Linked DNA regions of Zea mays: regions 1 and 2 are each linked to region 3. Evidence: chromatin contacts called from public Hi-C data. All regions are on one chromosome and are shown on one strand. Each heading gives the region's core, a stretch centred on a gene start, on an enhancer-like site or on the middle of the called end of the contact. The rest is flanking DNA. Distances are from core to core; before and after follow the strand shown. Region 1 holds the start of LOC100281738 (glycerol-3-phosphate acyltransferase 1). Region 2 has its middle 34 kb from the start of LOC100281738. Region 3 holds the start of LOC100191717.

What was found. Hi-C and Micro-C count contacts between places; a contact is called where the count stands out from the background.
Region 1: a contact with region 3 is called in a Hi-C map of tassel, with 2.2 times the contacts expected there. The contact joins the promoter of LOC100281738 here to the promoter of LOC100191717 in region 3. A contact is called at or near these places in 2 of 25 Hi-C or Micro-C datasets (ear and tassel).
Region 2: a contact with region 3 is called in a Hi-C map of leaf, with 2.8 times the contacts expected there. The contact joins the enhancer-like site here to the promoter of LOC100191717 in region 3. A contact is called at or near these places in 2 of 25 Hi-C or Micro-C datasets (both in leaf).

The regions. Positions count from the first base shown.
Region 1 is chr3:35,528,604-35,531,665 of Zm-B73-REFERENCE-NAM-5.0, forward strand. It overlaps LOC100281738 (glycerol-3-phosphate acyltransferase 1), which reads left to right and starts at 1,664. Exons shown (of 2, transcript NM_001154658.2): 1 at 1,664-2,542. The coding sequence starts at 1,802.
Region 2 is chr3:35,562,214-35,565,535 of Zm-B73-REFERENCE-NAM-5.0, forward strand. No RefSeq gene overlaps it. Among protein-coding and RNA genes, the nearest start is that of LOC100281738, 34 kb to the left of the region's middle. Within about 2 kb of position 1,433, at least 17 of the 20 cell types and tissues checked have an H3K27ac peak or open chromatin away from gene starts, as enhancers often do. A contact at or near this core is called in leaf, where this site is marked.
Region 3 is chr3:35,203,386-35,206,718 of Zm-B73-REFERENCE-NAM-5.0, forward strand. It overlaps LOC100191717, which reads right to left and starts at 1,586. Exons shown (of 4, transcript NM_001137146.1): 1 at 1,081-1,586; 2 at 757-945; 3 at 554-605; 4 at 52-421. The coding sequence starts at 1,526. The coding sequence ends at 281.

The DNA.
Region 1 (3,062 bases), core at 414-2,913, 330 kb after region 3:
TTTATTTTTGGATGCCCGCTTAGACTGCCATAAATAAGTCATTACTAGGGTCTAGACTTACCCTACATTCACTTGCATATCCATATATAAATCACACATCATCCATTCAACATTCAACACCACATACACATATTGATGTCATTCAATATTCATCAAATATCATTCATCCATCACATTTAAATAAACAAGTTTACACATATCATCCCTTCAACATCATATTCAACCATCACAATAAAATGACCAAGCCTCATTCATAAAGACAACGACACCGGATATCTAGAAAAAAGCCTAACGAAAATTGAGGATCGTTAGAGTTGTGTTCTCTACCTCCTGAAACAAATATATTGTTGATAAAGTCAGTAGCTCATTCATCATGTAATAAAGAGCAAAGTCCACAATTAGAGAACAAATTATGAGTAATAGCATCATAACTAACAAAATGAATGTGTTATGGAGATCTATCAAACTAGCATTGTCTCTAGATGTTCCTACCACTGCTGGACAGGTTTAGGGTTTAGGGTTTAGTATTGTCTATCAAACTAGCATTATCTCTAGTGTTGAAAAAAACACTAGGCAAAGAAACTCTTTATTTAGTGTAAAAAACACTTGGCAAACAAGCTCTTTGCGGAGTATTAAAAAACACTCGGCATGCCCGAAAAAAACACTCGGCAAAGAGCGAATTCCGATAATGATAAGTTAATTTGTAGCGGCTTTATTAGATATCATCAAATATTATTATGGCCACCGAATAACCTTGATTTTCTATAGAGGCTAAAGTTGCGAAGCTAATTTGCATATACACCTTCCTCACATTTGGTATCGCGCTAGTGTTGTCTTCCCTACCGGCACCATGGTCTTCTCTTACCCCGTAGACCTAATTTGGGTAATTTAGTATTGAACTCAATCCACATGTATTGAGGTGGATCGATTGGAATGTAGATTACACTAATTTACAGGGGTCAATTCTAAGCCGTAAGGTGCCCGCGCTCGCCATGTACACACACCAACAGAATTAACAGAGTTAACCAGTACCAGAAAACTAACGAACGACGCCTATTTAGGGCCCGTTTGGCACAGCTCCAGCTCCTGATTCTAAACGAGGATCTGGAGGAGCCGTGCCAAACGGGTATTTTTTAAAACTGATTCTCGTGTGGAGCCGAAAGATCGGGAGTCGTTTTTGTGAAGAAAGGTGGGATCTAAAAAAACCTGCTCCACCCTCCCTTAAAACAGCTCCTCAACCAACCAAATATGGACCTCCCCTTAAAGTTTGATCGAAATTACCCGCAATTGCCATTGGACAAAAACATAACGAGCCAATTTATGGATTAAACAATTGAGACCATTTTATGCACTACTATGATGGGAATATTTTATATGTTATTGTTTCATATTTTTTCCCGTATATGCATCCTACTTATTGGTTTGTAATAAAGTTGAACTGCAAAGAGTAAAACAGACAATCGCTACAGACCACCAACTCTCAGAAGACAAGAATCAGTTTACTTGCCAAATGGTTTTAAAAATGATTCTGATTTTCTAGGAGAATCAAGAGGATCAGCTCCTCACGAGGATCAAGATCTAGAGCTAAAGAAGCAGGAGCTGGAGCTTTGTCAAACGGGGCCTTAGTGGAGTATAAATAGGCCAGCGCTCCACTTGTAGCTCAGGAGCGGATACAAACACCCATCGAAGCCACAGGACGACTACATGTACATGCAACACATAGACTAAATATAGGCTATAGTAGCTAGTGCACCTGAAGGCAATAGGTACCTACCAGCAGGCCAGCAAGGTATAGATAGCCATGGCCATGAAATCTTCATCATTGTGCAATCCATTTGTCTCCTTGTTCTTCTTCCTCCTGCGGAAGCTCGCCGGTCATCGGTACCACCGTGGCAGGATGGCAGTGCCGACGAAGCCGAGCCCGCCGCCGCCGCCGCTGCCCACGTTGGACATGCTACACGGCCAGACCCTAGTGGTCGACGTGGAGGCGTGGATCCTGCGCCCGCCGGTGTCCGCCTTCCCGTACTTCATGCTCGTCGCCGTCGAGGCCGGCGGCTTCCTCCGGGGTCTTCTCCTGCTGCTCCTCTACCCGCTGATGCTCCTCCTCCTCGGCGACGGCGCGCGGGCTAAGGCCATGGCCACGGTCGCTCTCGTCGGGCTGGAGGAGAAGGAGGTGGCCAGGGTCGGCCGAGCAGTGCTGCCCAAGTTCTTCCTGGAGGCCACGGCGGCGGAGGGCGTGGCAGCGGTGCAGGCGGCAGCGCGGGTGGTGGCGGTGACCGCAACCTTCCCGAGGGTGATGGTGGACGGATTCCTGAGGGAGTATGTCGGCGTGGACGCCGTCGTGGGGCCTGAGGTGAGGTCGGTCGGTGGGGTCCTCGCGGGGCTGATGGACGATGAGGACGCAGATGAGGTGGCGGCGAAGACGCTTCGGGCCGTGTTTGGCGACGACTTGGAGGCTGCGAGAAAGAAGGGCGCCGTGGGGCTCGTCGGACCGGCGAGCAGCGGTAGGGTGCACTACCTTTTATGTCCTTACTACTGCAAGGTGAGACCGTACGTGAGAGCAATAGACCATTGCTTACGTACTTACTAATAGATCCTTATTATTGTCCTTTTACACGCTTCTTTACTCAAATTATTTATTTGGATCGTGGAAAAGTAACATATATTAATCGTCCGGTATATGTGAGATGTTACAGTACGTCATATATATATACACACATGTAAAAAAACGTCGCAATATATAACATCCAGCTAAAAATCTGATTTTTAATTTTTATATTAAAATTTAAAATTTACTACTTAGAGAGAAGAACCAGGCAGGCAATACGATGGAAGAAAGGGCTCCATACGGTGGTATATATTGACATTATATGGTGCAATATATAGTGGCCAGAGCCAGACACTGGTGGAGCGGCCCGAGACTTTTTAATATCCAGCAGATTATCATTGTACACGAATATTTATCTTAAATATATAATATTTTCTATAATATAAAAGAAAATCCTTTGCCCTTTGTTGCCAACCAGACTGAGCGCATGCTCTCTAGCAGTCTTTCTATCTTA
Region 2 (3,322 bases), core at 183-2,682, 360 kb after region 3:
CAAAGAAATCATAACTTAAAGTTGACCTCAAGTTTTAAATAAAATAGAAAAGTTATTTGAATTTTAGGAAGCATTAACTATGCATTGGAAATTAAACTATTAATTAAAAGAATAAAATGAACCTTGCATTGCATGTTGGCAAATCTCTTTGTTTGTTCATTTTAAATAAATTTTGAAATTCAAAATACCTGGTTTGAATTGGGAATTCAAATTCGAATTAAAAAATAGAAATAAAAAGGAATAGAAGAGATAAAGGAAAAGAGAAACTACCTGTGCTTTGGGTGCTTTGGGCCAGAACCGCACTTCTCGGCCCAGAATACCTCCACGCTGCTCTTTTGCATGCTCTGAATGGGCCGAAAATAACCCCCAGCCGGCCCGCCTCTTCACTCCATGACGCTCAGGTAATGGATGACGCGCGTGCCTGGGTTATGCCTTCGACTGACCGATGGGACCATCTGGTCATACACTTGTTTAGGGCATTCACCACATACTGACTCGTGGGCCCGGGGGGGGTCGTCTCCTACCTCTACTCCGAGACGAATGCAACAGTCGCACGAACGCCGTGGATCCCGCGTGTGGGCCAAGTCCGTCGCTCGCGCCACGGCTGCCGAAATCCGCGCATTACCTCGGGGTATAAAAACCGGACGCGATTCTTCCTTGCTCCTCTCAGCCGCGTACCAGGGGAAGCCAGCCGCCGGAGTCGCTCGTGCCCTTATCCAGCCACACGGCGCCCAGAAGTCATAAGCCGTGATTCTACCGCCGCCCCGCAATCAAACTAGCCGCGAATAATAGTCTCCCTGGGTGCGACTGGCCACAGATCGCTCGGATTCCATAACCACCCCTCGCCATTGCCACAAGGAAGCTTGGACCGAGTTGTGTCTGCGCCGTCGTGTGTAGAGGGGTGCGAGTCGGGCGGCCGCCGCGGCGAACCGGTGCAATCGGCCCTCGTGCTTCATCGGGATGCGGTGGCAGGCGTTGGGACCGGCGCCAATCGACGGAGGAGCCGCTGACCGGCGGGAATTGCTCGCCTAAGTTACAGCACCGCCGCTGATCCGCCATTGACTGTGGCCGTGGTGAACAACTACACGAATCTCGGTAAGAAACTCCCCAGTCGACTCGCCTTCGTACATAGAATGTTTGGAACCCTTCGAGGAGGGGCTTGGGGCTCTAGCACGCCGGTTGCAAGTGCTCCGGCGAGGTCCGCCGTCGCGCAGAGAGCTCTGCTCGCCGCCATGCTCCGTTGTTGGGTAGGGAAGAGATGCCCTGACCGTTGATCTTGTAGTGGGCGCGCCAGATTAAAAGAATCGTACCCCTTCGCATAATGGGATCCGGGCCGTCGGATGTTAAACGGAGGGGTAGGATTAGATGATAGGGTAGTGCCTCGGCGTGGGGATCGTGGCCGTTGGTTTCGTAGCCAGCGGCGAGGATGTGATCCCAGCCTCATTAAATCCGGATCTTAGATCTGGTATCCAACGGCTGTGAGTGCACACCGGTTCATAGGGTACTTAATCTAATCTCGTGCGTCCAATTTAGATCGTACGACTGTAACGCGCCCGTACCCCTTCGGCTCGGCCGTTTCGCAAATGAGCCCCTCGGCTTCTACAACAATAAGCCGCAGTACGTCTCGGGTGTGACTAAGTCTGGTAGGTTTTACAGAATAAACCTTGAGCTCCCAGGTTATTGTGTGCGCAGGCCAGAGCTCGGAGAAAATAGGGAAATGAATTTCCAATGTAAAACGAATTCCAGAACTTATTTAATGCATAGAAAGTTCATTTTAGCTCCTTTTTGGTTCATTCCAGTTCTTATAATTTTGTATTAATATTGTCTATAACTACGTAATATTGTTTTAACATAAAAATTGTATTAAAATTGATCTCCTAATTAATCTTATATCAAATACATAAAAACTTTGGAAATTCATAATTTATCCATTTTAACTCTGATTTGATCCGTTCTAGTTGCGTTAGCTTCGTATAAATATTTACTACGCAGTAACAACATTTATTTTACCATGTTTCATTCTTTTATAATTAGATCTTTATTTAACTTTTGTTGGTTAATTTTGTTAATCTGCTTATTAATGTAGTAGAAGATGATATATGATCAATTTATGACTTAGATTAAAGTTGAAATAAGTATTTATAGAATAACCTCTCATATGATTTATATTAACCAATTTATAATATAGTTTAATATTTTAATCACATAAATACTCTATAAAATCATAACTTCTTAACCGTAACTCCGATTTTAGTGGTTCTCGTTCCCACGATCTTGTAGCAACGCATAGTTCATTATTATGCAGTATGTTCTTATGTTTGGTGTGATGTTAATTTTAATTGGGTATTCTGATGCCGATTATGTCGGATGTAAAATTGATAGAAAGAGCACATCAGGGACTTATCAGTTTCTGGGAAGATCTCTGCTGTCTTGGGCTTCAAAGAAACAAAATTTAGTAGTTCTTCCCACCGCCGAAGCCGAGTATATTGCCGCGGGTTATTGTTGTGCGTAATTACTTTGGATGAGGTAAACCCTTAGGGACTATGGCTACAAGTTGAGCAAAGTCCCTCTCCTATGTGATAATGAAAGTGCAATCCGCATGGCGGATAATACCGTTGAACACAGCCACACTAAGCACATAGACATCCGGTATCACTTTATGAGAGATCACCAACAAAGGGGGTATCGAAATTGCTTATGTTAACACCCACAACCAATTAGCCGATATCTTTACCAAGCCACTTGATGAAAAGACCTTTAGCAAACTTAGAAATAAGCTAAATATACTTGATTCTTGGAACTTTGATTGAAACATTGCACACATAGCTAATTTATATACATTTGATCATGTCTCTTTCATTTGGTACAAATACATATTTCTTATTCTTCTTGTGCCAAGGCTAAGACTAATGTGCTTTCAAATATGTCTCTATGATTAGTCATATATTAAAAGAGAAATGGAGTATTCGACAAAGGAAAGGCTTCCACTCCAACTCCGACGGTATCATTTATCATTTGCCATTACTCATGTAACTCTCAATTGGTATAACCCTTCACTCATATTTCTTTTACCATTAGGGGAGAAGGTATTAGGCCCCATAAGGGGAGAATTGTCAAGGGCTCTCAAGTTCTCTGTTTTTTGGCAATTTATGCCAAAGGGGGAGAAAGTATCAAACCCAAAGCAAAAGGACCGCACCACCATTTTTAAAATTTTCAAAAACTAAAGAAAGAAATTACTTCAACTAGTGTTTATTTCAATTGGTATTTGAGTTAGCCTCAAAATGGATTTTCAATTGGTATCTCATTTGATTTCAAAATTTCA
Region 3 (3,333 bases), core at 336-2,835:
GGAGTGCCTTTCGCCCTTTTTCCTGAAGACAAATCCCACGCATCCAACCGTATCAATGCGGCCATGCTTTCAGATCATTATAACAAAAGTTATGCGCAACCGTACCCATCGTTCTCCTCCCCCGGCCCGGCCCGGCCCACCGGACATGGTTCCCGGCCATCATCGTAAAATTAAGGCCGCATCGCCTTTAGACGAACAGCACTGCTGCTCCGAGCACTAAACTCCAGTCCGCATGGACCCAAGCCCGGGATACGCCGGCTGGTGTTCCCGCCGGTGTGACTCAAGACCGAGCTGCCTCGTCGCCTCCCTCCGCGTCCGCGACGTCCTTGTTTATTGCCAGCCGTGAATCGAGCCACCTCGCCAGGTTCGCCAGGAACGGGGTGTAGACGAAGTAGCACGTCGTCGTCCAGCTCACCAGCCCCTGCTGATCAACAACCGAACCCACGCGCAACGACGTGACGCACGCTGGCTAGTATCTAACAGATAATAAAGTCATAAAGGGATGCGGCGTGTGGTCCGACGATCCTGTCGCCTGCCGGAGAAGAAAACGTACCTCGCCGAGCAGGTGGACGTCGGCGTTCGGATAGCTCCAGCACCCAAGCAACCTGCACATGGGATGGGACATCACATCAGCAGAGCACCCAGGCTGCAACAAAGCTGAACATGGGGGGGGGGCATGCGCAGCAGCAGATTGGCAACTGATCCGGGCGCGGGGTACGGTACAAATTAAACATGAAACGACTATCGTAAACTAACTTGATCAGCGGGATCTCCGCGAGCGGGCAAACCGTGCCGACGAGGCAGGCGACGGCGAAGCCCAGCCAGGAGCCATCGAGGAAGAGCCACGCAAACTCCGCGCCGGCGAACAGGACGTAGGCCTCCACGTTGCTCGCCACCCCTGCCCTGTACATCTCCGCGCTCGTCTCGATGAACAGCGCAAGAACGCTGCGTAAACCGAACCGATGCATATCATTCACAGTCACAGCGCGCTCTATATTTCTCTGCTCTCTCTACCAGTGCAGCGCATGGCAGAGGACAAAGAAGAATGACGAGGAGCGAGCGTATCGATCTAGAACGCACAGCAGCGACGTCGCCGTCCTCCGCGCGGTCCCGGTGGCCCTGGATTTCGGGGGCGCCCTCTCGTCCAGGAACAGGTGGAGCAGGCCGACGGTGAGGTAGAACGCGCCGAGCAGGGGCGGCACCAGGACGTGGGTGCGAAGGGCCCCGGCTTCGAGGGCGCCGTTCCCGTACACCTGGAGGCCGACGCGGGAGTGGATTCCGTCGAGGAGCGGGCCCAGGAGGAACCCTGCACCGAACAGCGCCGCCGAGACGGCCGGCCAGGCGCGCCTCTTCGAAGCTGGGACCACGACCGGGGGCGGCGGCTGTCCGCCGCCGCCGTCGCGCAGAGAGTGGGGCGGCTTGAAAGGCCGACGGCAAGGGATCTGGCGATGGTGCCACGAGGGGTGAGGCGGCCACGGTGGCGGAGGGGCGCCGGCGGCGAGGAGCACGGCCACCTGGGCGTGCATTGCATGCCCCTTATCCGGTTATTATCCTGTGGGCTAGGCGGGCCACACTTCGTAGCGCAGTAGTTTCTCGGAGATGGTCCTCAGTCCTGACGACGCATGTTCAATAATAAGACATTTCACACATTCACCGTCTCGTCTTTTTATTTCAAAATCCACTCTCAAACACGGTTTATAAAACCGTTTCATATATAAAAACCGCTACCCACGAGTAACGGTTTACCAACGATAAACCGATAAAAATCGACCGGTTTGACCAATTCAATCAATTTGAATTTGAACCGGTTTAACGGCGAAAAACCTGTGAAAAACCGGTGAAAACCGCTCTAAACCGTCGGTTAACCGCGAAACGAATCGGTTTTTGCTGTTTTTACGGAAAAATGAATTTTTGACAAGATTTATTTGTAGTTTGCTCAATTCACATTGCAAAGTAAATATTAATTGATCCACACGATATGTGTTCACCAAAATAACATATAACATATATATGCAACCATAAACTCCAATTCTCATACAACAAACAACCAACGAACTTCGCAATACTCAAATATAAGTTTTTTTACAACTCTCCATCGAGGCAACGACACATAGGTCGACTTATTTCACAATACTCACATGTTTATCTCGAGTCATAGTGATAGTACTAAGGCATGTTGGAAGGATCGTGATATTGTTCCAATCCGTTATAGCGATAGTGATAGGTCTATACAAAATATATGAGATACATTAATGAGAAAACAAGTACGGCAAATAAATATTTATCCACAGAAAAAAACATACCGGTATGTGTGTTTGGTGTTTGTGTATTGCATGTGCACCTCACCAAGTGTTGGTGTTGGGGACTTGTTCTCAAATGCTTCGAATTAAGAACAAGGCAACACAAAGATGTTAAGTATAAATGCCCTTTCGTCCGCTGAAGCATTATCTCCCCAAGGATTTAATGAGCTTCGGACGAAGGTCATAAGTAAAGTATCACGAAGATTTCACCTTCGTGACCATATTTGTAAGACAACAAACAATGAAAAATGAAATATAAAGTATAAAATATATTCACATGTTTTATTATATGAATATACAAGTATTAAAACATAATATTTAGGCACATTTATACCTTCGCCTTGGTGGAAAGCAATAATTCAAGCGCGACGTGTCAATGATTACAGGATCCCGTGAACACTGCCGGGATACTGTTCACCTATTTATAGGCACAGGATGCAACCTGCGCAAAATTACATTTATGTCCTTTACAATCGACTACAATAATGACACAAAACATCATGGGTCTTTAAGTCAATTCATATTTAAGTCGGTTCAACCCTTCATCTTGAGATTTGTCATTGTGCCGAAGCTTTATAGATAATAGCTTCGGCGTTTGCTTCTGAGAAGACCTTTCGAAGGTGTTCTTTTTAGGATCTTTGGCTACGAAGCATACCCCCAACAGTAGCCCCTTCACGGTGCTAGATCGTTTTTCGTAACGAGCTTGATCCGTGAAAAAGTCTTCTAGGCTTCGGGACGCCGAAGATCTAAAAAACACCTTCCCTGAGCTCGTTGGCGAGAAACGATTAAAATAATCGTCGCGCGCGCCCCATCTTGCACCAATTACGCGCGCGCCAGCGATTCACCTTCTCGGACCCTGTGGCCCACCGTTCAGTGAGTGCGGGTGACTGTTTGTTCGGTGCCGGAGATCTTGCCGATTCACCTTCCCACCTGCGGCACTATATAAACAGACGGGTAGGTGTGAAGTTACCACGACATTCGTTGCTATTGCACTGTTTTGCTGCCAAATTTTTAGTAATAGCCGAAGCTTAAT